Regions from separate parts of the Mus musculus genome. Here all the other regions are linked to region 4. A link is a contact called in public HiChIP or PLAC-seq and promoter capture Hi-C data. All regions are on one chromosome and are shown on one strand. Each heading gives the region's core, a stretch centred on a gene start, on an enhancer-like site or on the middle of the called end of the contact. The rest is flanking DNA. Distances are from core to core; before and after follow the strand shown.

Evidence for each region. Promoter capture Hi-C pulls out the DNA fragments that hold promoters and counts their contacts. HiChIP or PLAC-seq counts read pairs in DNA pulled down with a chosen protein or histone mark.
Region 1: a contact with region 4 is called in an H3K27ac HiChIP or PLAC-seq map of T-cell acute lymphoblastic leukemia, with 9 times the contacts expected there. The contact joins the enhancer-like site here to the promoter of Kctd3 in region 4. A contact is called at or near these places in 11 of 39 promoter capture datasets (3T3-L1-derived adipocytes, the C10 cell line, the HPC-7 cell line and 7 more), 1 of 15 datasets of contacts at CTCF or cohesin (the NIH/3T3 cell line), 22 of 115 datasets of contacts at active chromatin or transcription factors (the 230-238 cell line, the SCID.adh cell line, T-cell acute lymphoblastic leukemia and 16 more) and 1 of 9 other capture datasets (embryonic stem cells).
Region 2: a promoter capture Hi-C map of the SN4741 cell line shows a contact between it and region 4, with 4 times the contacts expected there. The contact joins the enhancer-like site here to the promoter of Kctd3 in region 4. A contact is called at or near these places in 19 of 39 promoter capture datasets (the 3T3-L1 cell line, 3T3-L1-derived adipocytes, the C10 cell line and 14 more), 1 of 15 datasets of contacts at CTCF or cohesin (the NIH/3T3 cell line), 6 of 484 Hi-C or Micro-C datasets (B cells, CD4 T cells, CD8 T cells and 3 more), 27 of 115 datasets of contacts at active chromatin or transcription factors (the 230-238 cell line, the NIH/3T3 cell line, the SCID.adh cell line and 19 more) and 2 of 9 other capture datasets (adipose tissue and embryonic stem cells).
Region 3: a contact with region 4 is called in a promoter capture Hi-C map of embryonic stem cells, with 5 times the contacts expected there. The contact joins the enhancer-like site here to the promoter of Kctd3 in region 4. A contact is called at or near these places in 21 of 39 promoter capture datasets (the 3T3-L1 cell line, 3T3-L1-derived adipocytes, the C10 cell line and 14 more), 2 of 15 datasets of contacts at CTCF or cohesin (both in the NIH/3T3 cell line), 18 of 484 Hi-C or Micro-C datasets (B cells, the G1E-ER4 cell line, bone marrow-derived macrophages and 11 more), 32 of 115 datasets of contacts at active chromatin or transcription factors (the 230-238 cell line, the SCID.adh cell line, SST interneurons and 21 more) and 3 of 9 other capture datasets (adipose tissue, embryonic stem cells and liver).

What each region holds. Positions count from the first base shown.
Region 1 is chr1:189,607,597-189,610,296 of GRCm38.p6, reverse strand. No RefSeq gene overlaps it. Among named protein-coding and RNA genes, the nearest start is that of Gm30088, 11 kb to the left of the region's middle. Within about 2 kb of position 1,401, at least 45 of the 459 cell types and tissues checked have an H3K27ac peak or open chromatin away from gene starts, as enhancers often do. A contact at or near this core is called in the 230-238 cell line, the SCID.adh cell line, T-cell acute lymphoblastic leukemia and 2 more, where this site is marked.
Region 2 is chr1:189,626,888-189,629,587 of GRCm38.p6, reverse strand. No RefSeq gene overlaps it. Among named protein-coding and RNA genes, the nearest start is that of Gm30088, 8.5 kb to the right of the region's middle. Within about 2 kb of position 1,422, at least 32 of the 459 cell types and tissues checked have an H3K27ac peak or open chromatin away from gene starts, as enhancers often do. A contact at or near this core is called in the SCID.adh cell line and the SN4741 cell line, where this site is marked.
Region 3 is chr1:189,663,526-189,666,225 of GRCm38.p6, reverse strand. All of the region lies in intron 10 of Cenpf (centromere protein F), which reads left to right. Among named protein-coding and RNA genes, the nearest start is that of Cenpf, 23 kb to the left of the region's middle. Within about 2 kb of position 1,280, at least 11 of the 459 cell types and tissues checked have an H3K27ac peak or open chromatin away from gene starts, as enhancers often do. A contact at or near this core is called in embryonic stem cells, where this site is marked.
Region 4 is chr1:189,006,421-189,009,120 of GRCm38.p6, reverse strand. Kctd3 (potassium channel tetramerisation domain containing 3) reads left to right here and starts at 1,281. Exons shown (of 18, transcript NM_172650.2): 1 at 1,281-1,591. The coding sequence starts at 1,509.

The DNA.
Region 1 (2,700 bases), core at 152-2,651, 600 kb before region 4:
AATTCTGTGTAGTGATATATCCCATTATATCTTTGCATTTCCCTAGAACCTATTGAGGTTGAGCTATCTCTTTCTCTCTCATCTATCTGTCTGTCTGTCTGTCTATCTATCTATCTATCTATCTATCTATCTATCTATCTATCTATCTATCTGCCTATCTATCTATCTATCTATCTATATATCTATCTATCTATCTATCTATCTATCTATCTATCTATCTATCTATCTATCTATCTATCTGCCTATCTATCATCCATATCTATCTACCTATCATCTATCTATCTATCTATCTATCTATCTATCTATCTATCTATCTATCCATCCATCCATCTATCCATCTATCTATCTACCTATCTATCTATCTACCTACCTATCTATCATCCATATTATTTACACATCTTTTTCCCCCTTTATTTTAAACCAGGGTCTCACCATGTAGCTCTGACTGTCCTGGAGCCCTGTAGACCTGGCTGGTTTAGCAGAACCATGCCTACCTCTTTCTCCTGAGTGCTGGGGTTAAGAACATGCACCGCCATTCCTGGCTTTACCTGCACACCTTTGATTTAGCTTCTCACTCCTTCGCTCCGTCTGACTTTGGATTTTTATTTATTGATTTATTTCTTTTAAACACATATGCTAGATCACAGTTCTTCATTAGGTATGTGGCCTGTACCATTCCTCTTCTACTTTCCACAGCTTGTTTCTTCATTCGCTTAGCAGATGTTTAACAAAACCAAACACAAAATGAAACAGAAACATAGATAACTGAGAAGCAGTAAGGGAGCTGGGATCAATAGGTTCAGATTGAAGCAAGATTGAAATAAGAGCCTTACAAATCTTAAGATGCAGACCACAAAGCCAGAAGGGAAGCCATCAAGCAGCCTGTGGCTGTCTGTGTCTAGACAGAACTTTAAAGTGTATACACAATTCTAAGAAATTCCACTTTATTGACATGTCTTTGGTTGCAAAGAAAAATAGAAAACATTTCATTTTTTGAGAATTTTCTGCTCAGTTCCATAGCCATGTTTTAAGTGGGTTGCTTATTTTGTTAATGTTTTGTTTTTAGAGTGCTGTGAATGTTCTAGACCCTAATCCATTGTCGGGTGACTATCCAGCAGGGACTTTTCTCCCACTCTGTGGTGGACTTTTCCATTGCTGACGTTTCCATTTCAGAACAGCAGCTTTCCTCAGTCAGGTTATGAGAAACACCAGTGAGACACTAGACGTTATTTTTAGACTAAGGCTGTAGAAAACAAAATTATTCTGAAATCATTTGATGTAAGCCACAAAAGACTAACGTGAAACTAAAGCTCTGAAATCCCGGAGGTCACAGCTTCCTTCACAGGTGCAATGAGAGAGAACTGCTCCCCCCTCCCCCCAGGTCTGGTGATCATTCTAGGCCACAACAGAATCAAGTTGAAATATAGTATCAAGTTGCAGATCTCCCCACAGAGAAGTGTCACCTTCCCGGAGCGTTCTCTTTGGGTAATTTGCATTTCCGGTTTCCCCAGGTGCCTTCAGCCTTTCAAATACTTGGGTCTTAGTGTTAACTTTGCAACCCAATGCTCTTGAGAGTCCACATCCTATCTAGTTTCTTCAGGAAGGTGTTTTAGAAGAATGTGTGGCTGGGTGTGAGATTACTAGCTTTGGGTAATCCTGTAATACTGTGTTTGAGAGAACAAACATTACTTTGGAAGTTCAGGAAAATTTTTCTGAAAGATAATCCTGGCATCAGTTTCCCAAGTATGCCTGCAGTTGCCGCGCGGTCTGCTCTGAGGGAAGCAAGTGTGTTCGCTCTGAATCTTCAAGCCTCCTCTCAGCCTTGTTTGTAAAAAAAGGTTCCCAGGACTATAAACTACCATCAGAAGGAGTTTGATCTATCCTTGCCTCCTCTATTTTCTCAGACAATAGCTGATGCTGGACAGTGAGACTAACAAAAGCGGAGGGGTGGATGGGCCACAGGGCGCTGGGAAGTTTTCTTCCCACAGCACAGGATTTGAAATAGTCATCATGTGCCTCCCCACCCCACCCCTTGTCATCAGCTCTGTGCATTGAACCTACTCACTGGCCAGGAGCTGAGGAGGTGCATAACCTAGCAGACCTTAGAGAGGGGCAAAGAGGAAGTGCTCCCCCATCTGAAACATTGCTGTTTCTGGAAGGAGCTGGTCTAAGTATTGCCAGCACCAGTTTTTAAAAAATCCTGCAGCTTTCCATTGTAGCTAGTCTATGAAGGTGCTTACACGAACCTATTAGTGTATCATTAAATACATCGCAGACCTCTGAATGCGCTCAAATATGCAGCACTACTGCACACCACAGGGAGGTGGAGCACTACTGCACACCACAGGGAGGTGGAGCACTACTGCACACAACAGGGAGGTGGAGCACTACAGCACACAACAGGGAGGTGGAACACTATTGCAAACAACAGGGAGGTGGAGCACTACTGCACACCTCAGGGAGGAACACTACTGCACACCACAGGGAGGTGGAGCACTACTGCACACAACAGGGAGATGGAACACTACTGCACACAATAGGGAGATGGAGCACTACTGCACACAACAGGGAGATGGAGCACTACTGCACACAATAGGGAGATGGAGCACTACTGCACACAACAGGGAGATGGAGCACTACTGCACACAATAGGGAGATGGAGCACTACTGCACACAATAGGGAGGTAAAAGTACAACAGC
Region 2 (2,700 bases), core at 173-2,672, 620 kb before region 4:
TCAGAGGAGTCTTTAAGTGGCTAGAACCCTTTGTCTCTGTCCATCATGTAGGCCCAAACTACTGGGTTTTTAAAGTCAGTATAATAGTAATAAAAAAATTTAAAATGGGGGGTAATAAAAAATTTTAAAAGGGGAATAAAAAGAATAAGAAAATGGGGGGTTGGAGAGACGGCTCAGTGGTTAAGAGTGCTGACTGCTCTTCTGAAGGTCCTGAGTTCAAATCCCAGCAACCACATGGTGGCTCAAAACCATCTGTAATGAGGTCTGATGTCCTCTTCTGGGGTGTCTGAAGACAGCTACAGTATACTTACATAAAGTAAATAAATAAATCTTTAAAAAAAAAGAATAAGAAAATGCTGATCAAGGATTCACCGTAGCTTTAAGCATTAGTTTCATCTGTAGTGGAGCTATCGGGAATCCACCTTACATGACCTGGCCGTGGATTAAAGGTATTTACCACAGAGCCCTGTGGGAATGGCTGTTTGCCAGGCTTCCCATCATCCTCTGCTCTGCTTATTGCCGTGTTAAAGTCTGAAAAGGATGCACGCTTTGCATTATCTTTGTTCTCTAGCTTCATATCAAACTGCCCACTTTAAGTAGGCGTGCAGTTTATTATGCCTGTGACTGTAGCTTAGGAGGCAGAAGCAAGAAGCAAGAAGACGGACGGCCACAAGTTAAGGCCAGCCTGGTCTGCATAGCAAGTCACATGCTGACCAGGCCGGATTAGAGACCTTACCTCAAAACAAAGCCAGAACAACTCCCACCCCTCCCCACCCCTCTCCCCCCAAAACAACAAAAAACAAAACTAGCAAAATCTTTTCCACTTCAACAGGTTCCTAGGCCATCCAAAAAATAAAAATTAAAATGATTAAGCCAGGGAGTTCTTAAAGGTTTATTTATTTTATTCTCTGTGTATAGTAATTTTTCCTGAATATATGTCTGTGTGCCACATGTGTGCAGTGCCCACAGAGGCCAGAAGAGGGCACCAGATCCCTGGATTTACAGCTGCTTGTGAGCTGCCATGTGTCTTTACTGCTTACAGCAGAGACTTGTAGAGTACTTGTTGTTAATTGATGATAATCAATCTTGACTGAGGTTGGTGATGGGCCTGGGAGACTCAAGACAAACATAACCCTCACTGCTACAAAGGCTTACGGTTCCTTGATGGAGTTTAAATGCACATGTGATCATGAGACACCCCCCCCCCCCAAATGTCAGGGAGGTCAAACACTCCCATGAAATAAAGCCAAGCAGAGGGAGGGCGATTACAAAGGAAGCTGGTCTTTTTCTGTGACCCCCATTTTCCCTTTTCCGAGAGACTCAAGTTTAGTCTCTTGGTGTGAAGGGTACGAACTCTGGAGCTGGCTCCTGTATCAGCAGGGAGACGTCTCAGCTGTCAGGCTGACCCTGGTTCTCTGTTCCTTTCCACCCGGCTCTCTTTCATTTTCCCCGTCTCCTGGCCTGAACCCATGACTCATCGGTTCCTGACCAGGCTAACTTACTTCTTGTTGATCCGGAGCATGGCTTTGACTCTCCACCAAGAAAAACAAACTAACAAAACACCAAGCTTCTCTTGAGTGCAGGATTATCCACTCCCACTTCCATTTTAGGCAAATTAGAGACTGGGTCGCCTGTGATGCTAACGTAGTTGTGTCTCAAATACCAATTTAATCTTTCATTGTACAGGCTGTTTTTTTTTTTTTTTCAATACCACTATACATTTTTAAAAAATCATACATTAATGAGTGTTTGTCAGAGAAAACTTGAGAGACAGGAAACCAGTCTACTAGTGGTTGCTAGGAGACAAGCTCTCACCCTCGTCCTCCAGTTGGCTAGAGGTTCTTTCATCAACCTTGAACCGGAAGTGGCCTTGCGGCCTTTGTTTCATCCCTTGCCATCCTCAGTTACCACGGACTGAACATTTCATCCTCTGCACTCTACTCCATCTGCCCCTCTCCGTGTCCGTTTCCAGTTGGCTTTGGTCTTTCCCCATTCTAATGTGTCTTTCTGTAGCCACTGGCTCTCGCCATCTTGGATGCTTCGTCTCCTCTCTCATCAAATCCAGCCATTCTTCCTCGGTCTCCCTTTTCTCTGTCTTTTTCTGGTGCAGGACCGATGCTTAATTGGATGTATGGCTCTAGGTTTGGTTTCTGCTCTTAAGTAATTTTGAGAGCATGTGCCGCTCTCTGGTCCCGGCTGCTTTGGAACCCACTCTGTAGCCTACAACTGGCTTCAAGTTCATGGCAATCTCCCTGCTTCGAAGTTCTAAGTACTGGTGTGTGCCACCGCACTGGGCTTGGACTCCAGGCCACACAGTAATCATCGCTGCCCACATCACTCAGTTTTTGTGCATCACGTGTTGCTCTCATTGTCTTACCGCGTGTTTTATTACCCGGACTATCATGGGGCATACCCCAAAGCTCTCTGTAGATTTGATATTTCCTGCAAAAGAGTCCCCAGCATACCAAAACCTTCAGTAAGTATTGACCAGCCCATGGCTGAATGTTAATTAAAAAACACTCAATTATGTAATTGGTCAACAACAATGTAATTGTCTTTAGGGAATTTTTTTTTTTTTTTGAGTAGACTCCAGGGTCAAATGTGTTTCAACACATTTTATTTCACAAAACATTAGAACATTCGCTCCAACCTAATTACATGGTTTATACTCCAAAGCTGTCACCTCCCTGAAGGATTCTC
Region 3 (2,700 bases), core at 31-2,530, 660 kb before region 4:
CAAATGTTTGCCTTTTGGCCAGTGGGGACCAACCAACAGATGCTTCTGCTAACATTTCCACAGGCAGACTGGCATGAAGCTCTTCCCTCTGTGAGCTTCCCTTTTAGCCAGGAACTCTCCTGTGACTTGACTGGCTGCCCGTTCAAACATTTTGTAGAACTATCATCTGGTTCAGAGTCTAAACACCTTTGATATGACTTGCTGGGACATTTTAGTAGTAGGGACATTGTCTTGCAGGTGTTTCTGAAGGCTTACTTTATCCCCACAGGGTCTGGGTTATAGTGCTTTCTCTAATTCCAGGCTGCTCTGCATTACATACCTACCATATTCAAATGAACATAGTCATGTGTAAGAAGTGCTCAGCACAGGGCCAAGATACAAATTTACTATTCGTCTTAATTCGTGTTTATGTCTGCCCATGAGTATTCTTTAGGGATGACACAGTAAGAGTTGAAAGGGCATCCCTGGCTCTTGTACTTTGAACTGTGGTTGGGTTCAGAGAAGTGATTTGTCAGTGAGAGTACTGATGTAGTACTGATGTGGGGATTATAGTGCTGGTGACTCTAGTGAGAACTATCTGGATGCCAACCATCTACTGTGTTACCTTGGGGTGATCCCTTCTTAGTCTGCATACAGATGCAAATAACATCCCTTCCTTTCAAGGCTATTCATGATTAAGTCCATTTTTATATAAAGTATGTGGCCCAGTGCCCAGCATGTAAATGTCCAATAAACCATGGAAGTCCAGGATGTGCTTGCTAGTTTTGTTTCACAAATATCAGTGACCTTTGATATTAAAATTATTTGCAATTATGTGTCAGCCCAGAAGGGTCATGGCCAGGAGACAGTGTATTTGAGAATTTTCATATTTCTGTATCTAATTATAAAGTAAGCACAAACAAGTTTAATATGCTTCTAGGTTTTGGATGCTGAAATGAAGTGACAGTTGTACTGAAATTTTCCTTGACTGTGTTTAGTAAACTAATATACTTCTCGCAATTAGAAATTATCAGTGCTGGAAATGTGATTTAATAGCCCAATCAAGGGTAAAGTTAACATTTAGTATCAAAGTGATGTGGGGATTAGATAAGCTGCTCACCCGGCTTCGAGCGCCAGCTTCCATTGCACTGGGGTTTGGCAGTAAAATGCCATCATTGACAGGCAGGATGAGGAAACGCTTGCTTGGGGACTTTCTAGGCATGGGGATCTGTATTGTATTAGGTCCTCTAAGGAATGTGGTCTGGCAGGCAAGAATGCCAGAGTAGAAGGGAGAAGGCACATCTTTGCATCCATTCCATTCCCACATAGAGAGCCTTCTCCCAGCAGGGGACATATTGAGCTCTTCTCATGGATGGGGTCGTGAAACACACGCTCGATCGCTGGATCGCACTGTTTGGTCTCGCCCGAGGAAGTGATGCTTCCCTTGCTGCTCCTAAACCAAGTTGCTCTGGGTGGGATTGCTTGCTAAGCTCAAGTGCTGGCTTGTGGTCTAGAGATTGCTGTTTTCCCGAGTACTGCCCAATTTTGTAAATCACGTGAGAACTGAAGAGATGCTTAGGAGAATATAATATACCCTTGTATGCTTAACTCATTGTTGCTAATGAGCTGCCCAATCAAGACTTAAGTGGCTGTAGCCTCATGGAAAACTAATTGCTGATGGATGGCAGCCTGTGCATCCATTTTCAGATGTTCATTTTCTAAATTCTGGCCTCTTAAATTCTTGGGTTGGTTGCAGTCATAGCATTATAAGCCTGCTGGGTCCCAGGATTGGCTGAACATTCCTTCGTTAGGAACCACTATTTACAAAGCTAATGCCAGAATGGGGAAAGACACCCTAATCTTTTCATTGAGCTTGCTGTTTTCTTAAATGTCTGCAGTTAGGGCCTAAGACACAGAAAGACAGGCATGCAGACATAACAACCACCCCTCCTCCTTTGTGGTACCTGCTCTCTCCAATGCCCCACCCCCACCCCCTGTGGAGGTGCATTCTATTCATCATGCACAGTCTTCCCAGCTTCCTTTTCAAGGCCCAGATTGGATTTGATTGTAAAATAGTAAATCAATACATGATTCAACTCTGATGATCTTGTAACTGTTAGATTTGGGGAAGAAATACTAATAACAGTGCCCCATTACACATGTCAAAGTACATAAAGTGTTCTCTCTTTTACATCTGTGATCTCATTAGATGGGTGATTATTCTTAGTCTACAGAACAAACAAGTGATAACATTTCTTTAGTTTATTAATGCTAATTTTAATCAATTTCATTGTTTCACCTTCATGAATTTTTCCTTGCAAGCTTGATTACTGACTAGCATGCAGGTTAATGTCTCTGTCTTAAGATCTTTTATAGCTGTCCTTTAGTTCTCATTGATATCTTAATTCCATAGTCAATTTCCTAGTGTAAGCAAGACAGGATCAGAACACAGGAGACAAGAGTGTAATACTATCAACAGCCTCTGTCTCATTTTAATGATGGAATGAATGTATATACATGAACACAGCAGCTGCCAGCAAGTTTTCAAGTACTTCCAGTAGCCAGATTCTCCCTCTTCTTGAATTTGGCTTTGTTACATGGGTACCCATCTGCTGGTAGTAACCAGACTGATAATTGAAGGCAGCCTTCCAATATAGCATCGCCAGGGCCATCTGTTTTCTAACAGTGCAGTGAGGTTTTGAAGGATGGGTCTTAATTGTT
Region 4 (2,700 bases), core at 32-2,531:
AGAGTAGTCAGTGCTCTTACCCACTGAGCCATCTCACCAGCCCCAGAAATAATCTCTCTGTCTGTCTCTGTCTCTCTCTCCCCTCCTTCCCTCTCTTACCCTCACACTCTCCCTCTCTCCCTCCCTCCCTCCCTCCCACCTTCTTTTCCTCCCCTTTCTCTTTTTGAGACAGGGTCTCTGTATCTCAGGCTGACCTCAAATTCTATGTAGTTGAGGAGGCCTCTAGTCCCTTCCTTATTCTTTTTCCTTGGTTCCCCCTACCCCCACAGTGCTGAGGTTACAGGATAGCACATCTGGTGTGGCTGTCCTTTATAAAAATCAATTCTGGAGCCAGGCGGAGGCAGAGGTAGGCAGATTTCTGAGTTCGAGGCCAGCCTGGTCTACAAAGTGAGTTCCAGGACAGCCAGGGCTATACAGAGAAACCCTGTCTCAAAAAAAAAAAAAAAAAAAAAAATCATCAATTCTGGAGAAAGTGTATCATCTCAGTGGCATATTTGGCAGCAAAATTAAGCAATGTTTAATGAGGATAAGATGTTTTCTATCCTCTTATAGTTCATCAGTTTTAAATTTTATGAGAAAACTATTAGACATTTAATGCTTACAGTTTAGCTTGTTGAATTAGATATCTTTGAAATATAGTGTGCTGTCTCCATTAGCTGACCTACATCCCATTGCCATAGTACTCTTTAAAAGTATGATTTAGAGGTTGGACATTTAGGTCAGTGATGCCTAGCAAGCACAAGGCCTCATCATATTCCATCCCCAGGAGGACACACTCACACACACACACACACACACACACACACACACACACACACACACGAAATCGCTAAGGTTTGGTGCTCCAATGCATAATGCTGAGAGAGAGAGAAACAAAAATCAATCAGTAAAGAAAATAAAAGTGCGTGTATGTACAATCTAGAAACATGTTGCTGGATACCGCTCACTCCAGCAGGGTTTTTGCTTTCTCCTGCCCTGAGGAGTGGTGGCATGGAAACTATGCAGTTTGCAGGTAATGCGCTGTATGGTGTTCAATATCTTTTCATCGAGTGTACTTAGATCAGTCTGAATAACTGCGAAAGTTTCTTTTTTACCTAAATCTTGTGCTGGTGAAGAGGCAAGGGGCAAATCTTTCCTAGGCCATCGGTGGCAGAAGACCCTTCGTCCAGCCCCGCCCATCGCCAGGAGCTCCTCCCTCTCACCAGCCCCGCCCACTCCTTCTTCGTAAGCGTGAAGCGCCGGCGCTACAGCTTTTTGTCCCTCGCGGCGACCCGTCCTCCAGATGGTTGTGGCGGCCGCCATGGAGGCGAGTGGGCTCTGAGGAGAGGCCGGGCTGGGCCGGCGGCCTCCAGCCACGAGCGGCGGAGGCCACGAACACGTAGTGGGGGAGGCTGGAGCGAGCCGGGCCGCTGCGGGAGGCTCGGCGTTCCGAGTGTGCTCCGGCCGCCGAGCCGCCGCTCCTGGCTCCGGCTCCGGCTCCGGCCCTGGCTCCGGCTCCCGCCGCAGACATGGCGGGCGGGCATTGCGGCAGCTTCGCCGCGTCGGCGGCCAGCAGCGGGGAGATCGTGCAGCTGAATGTGGGGGGGACCAGGTGAGCCCGCGACCGCGCGGGAACAGTGGGTGGGACGCCCGCTGCTGTAGGAGTGGCATGTGCCAGCCTAGGTGGGATAGGTGTTACAGCCGGGGCGGCGTCTGCACGGCCAGGTGGGGTACCCTCGGCAGGGCAGGGTGGCATCTACCTGGTCAGGTCGGGTACCCACTGCAGGGCAGGGCGGCGTCTACCTGGTCAGGTCGGGTACCCTCCGCAGGGCAGGGTGGCATCTACCTGGTCAGGTCGGGTACCCACTGCAGGGTAGGGCGGCGTCTGCACGGCCAGGTGGGGGACCCGGAGACAGGTAGGTACAATTTTGCATGATCCAAGCAGCCCTATGCACTCTTCAGAGTCTGGTTCCAGGTCGAGTGTATAGACTGTTAAAACTCAGTCTTTATTCCCCCGGGTTCCTATGGTGTAAGTAAGGCCACAGGAACACAGTTGGCATGGTGGGCCTGCCTGACCAAGTGACTTGGGGCCTCTGGAGGGTTGAGGCATGCTGACACCGAGCTGTCAGCGTTGCAGCTGGTTGTCGTCTCCCGTGCTAGGGCTTGAGTTGTTGCATAGGAGCAACCGGTTGGACTGTTGAGTCTTTAGTCTCTATTAGACCTTCCACTCCCATTTTGTTGGAGTGGAAGTTTGTTGGCAAAACAAACAAACAAACCAAACAAGCAACAAAACCAAAAACCCATTTTTGTATTTGCCGTGACTTACACATGACTCTTCTCAGAAAAGGATATTGCCCCTACTAGTTGAGGGAAGCTTGGGTTTAAGGCATAGTAAGAATAGAGGGAGAGGGGGGTTCTAATGCGCAGGCTATTCTGTTGTCCTGGGAAGGCTAGTTTTCAATGTCTTAAGATTTTAAACGTGTAACACTTTTGTTATTTAAAAATACAAATTAACAGTTGTGAAACAATGGGCTCTCTGAGTGCTGGAGAACTTGGGGTGGTCTTCCTGCTTTGTCACCTTTTACCTCCAAAGCAAAGTTTTAACAGTTGGAGACCTTGCACCTCTAGTGCATTCCTTAAGTAGCAGGTCATATGCAAATGACTTCCGCTGCATTTTATACTTACTAGGTCCTGTGCAAATGACCTCATCTAGTGTAAATA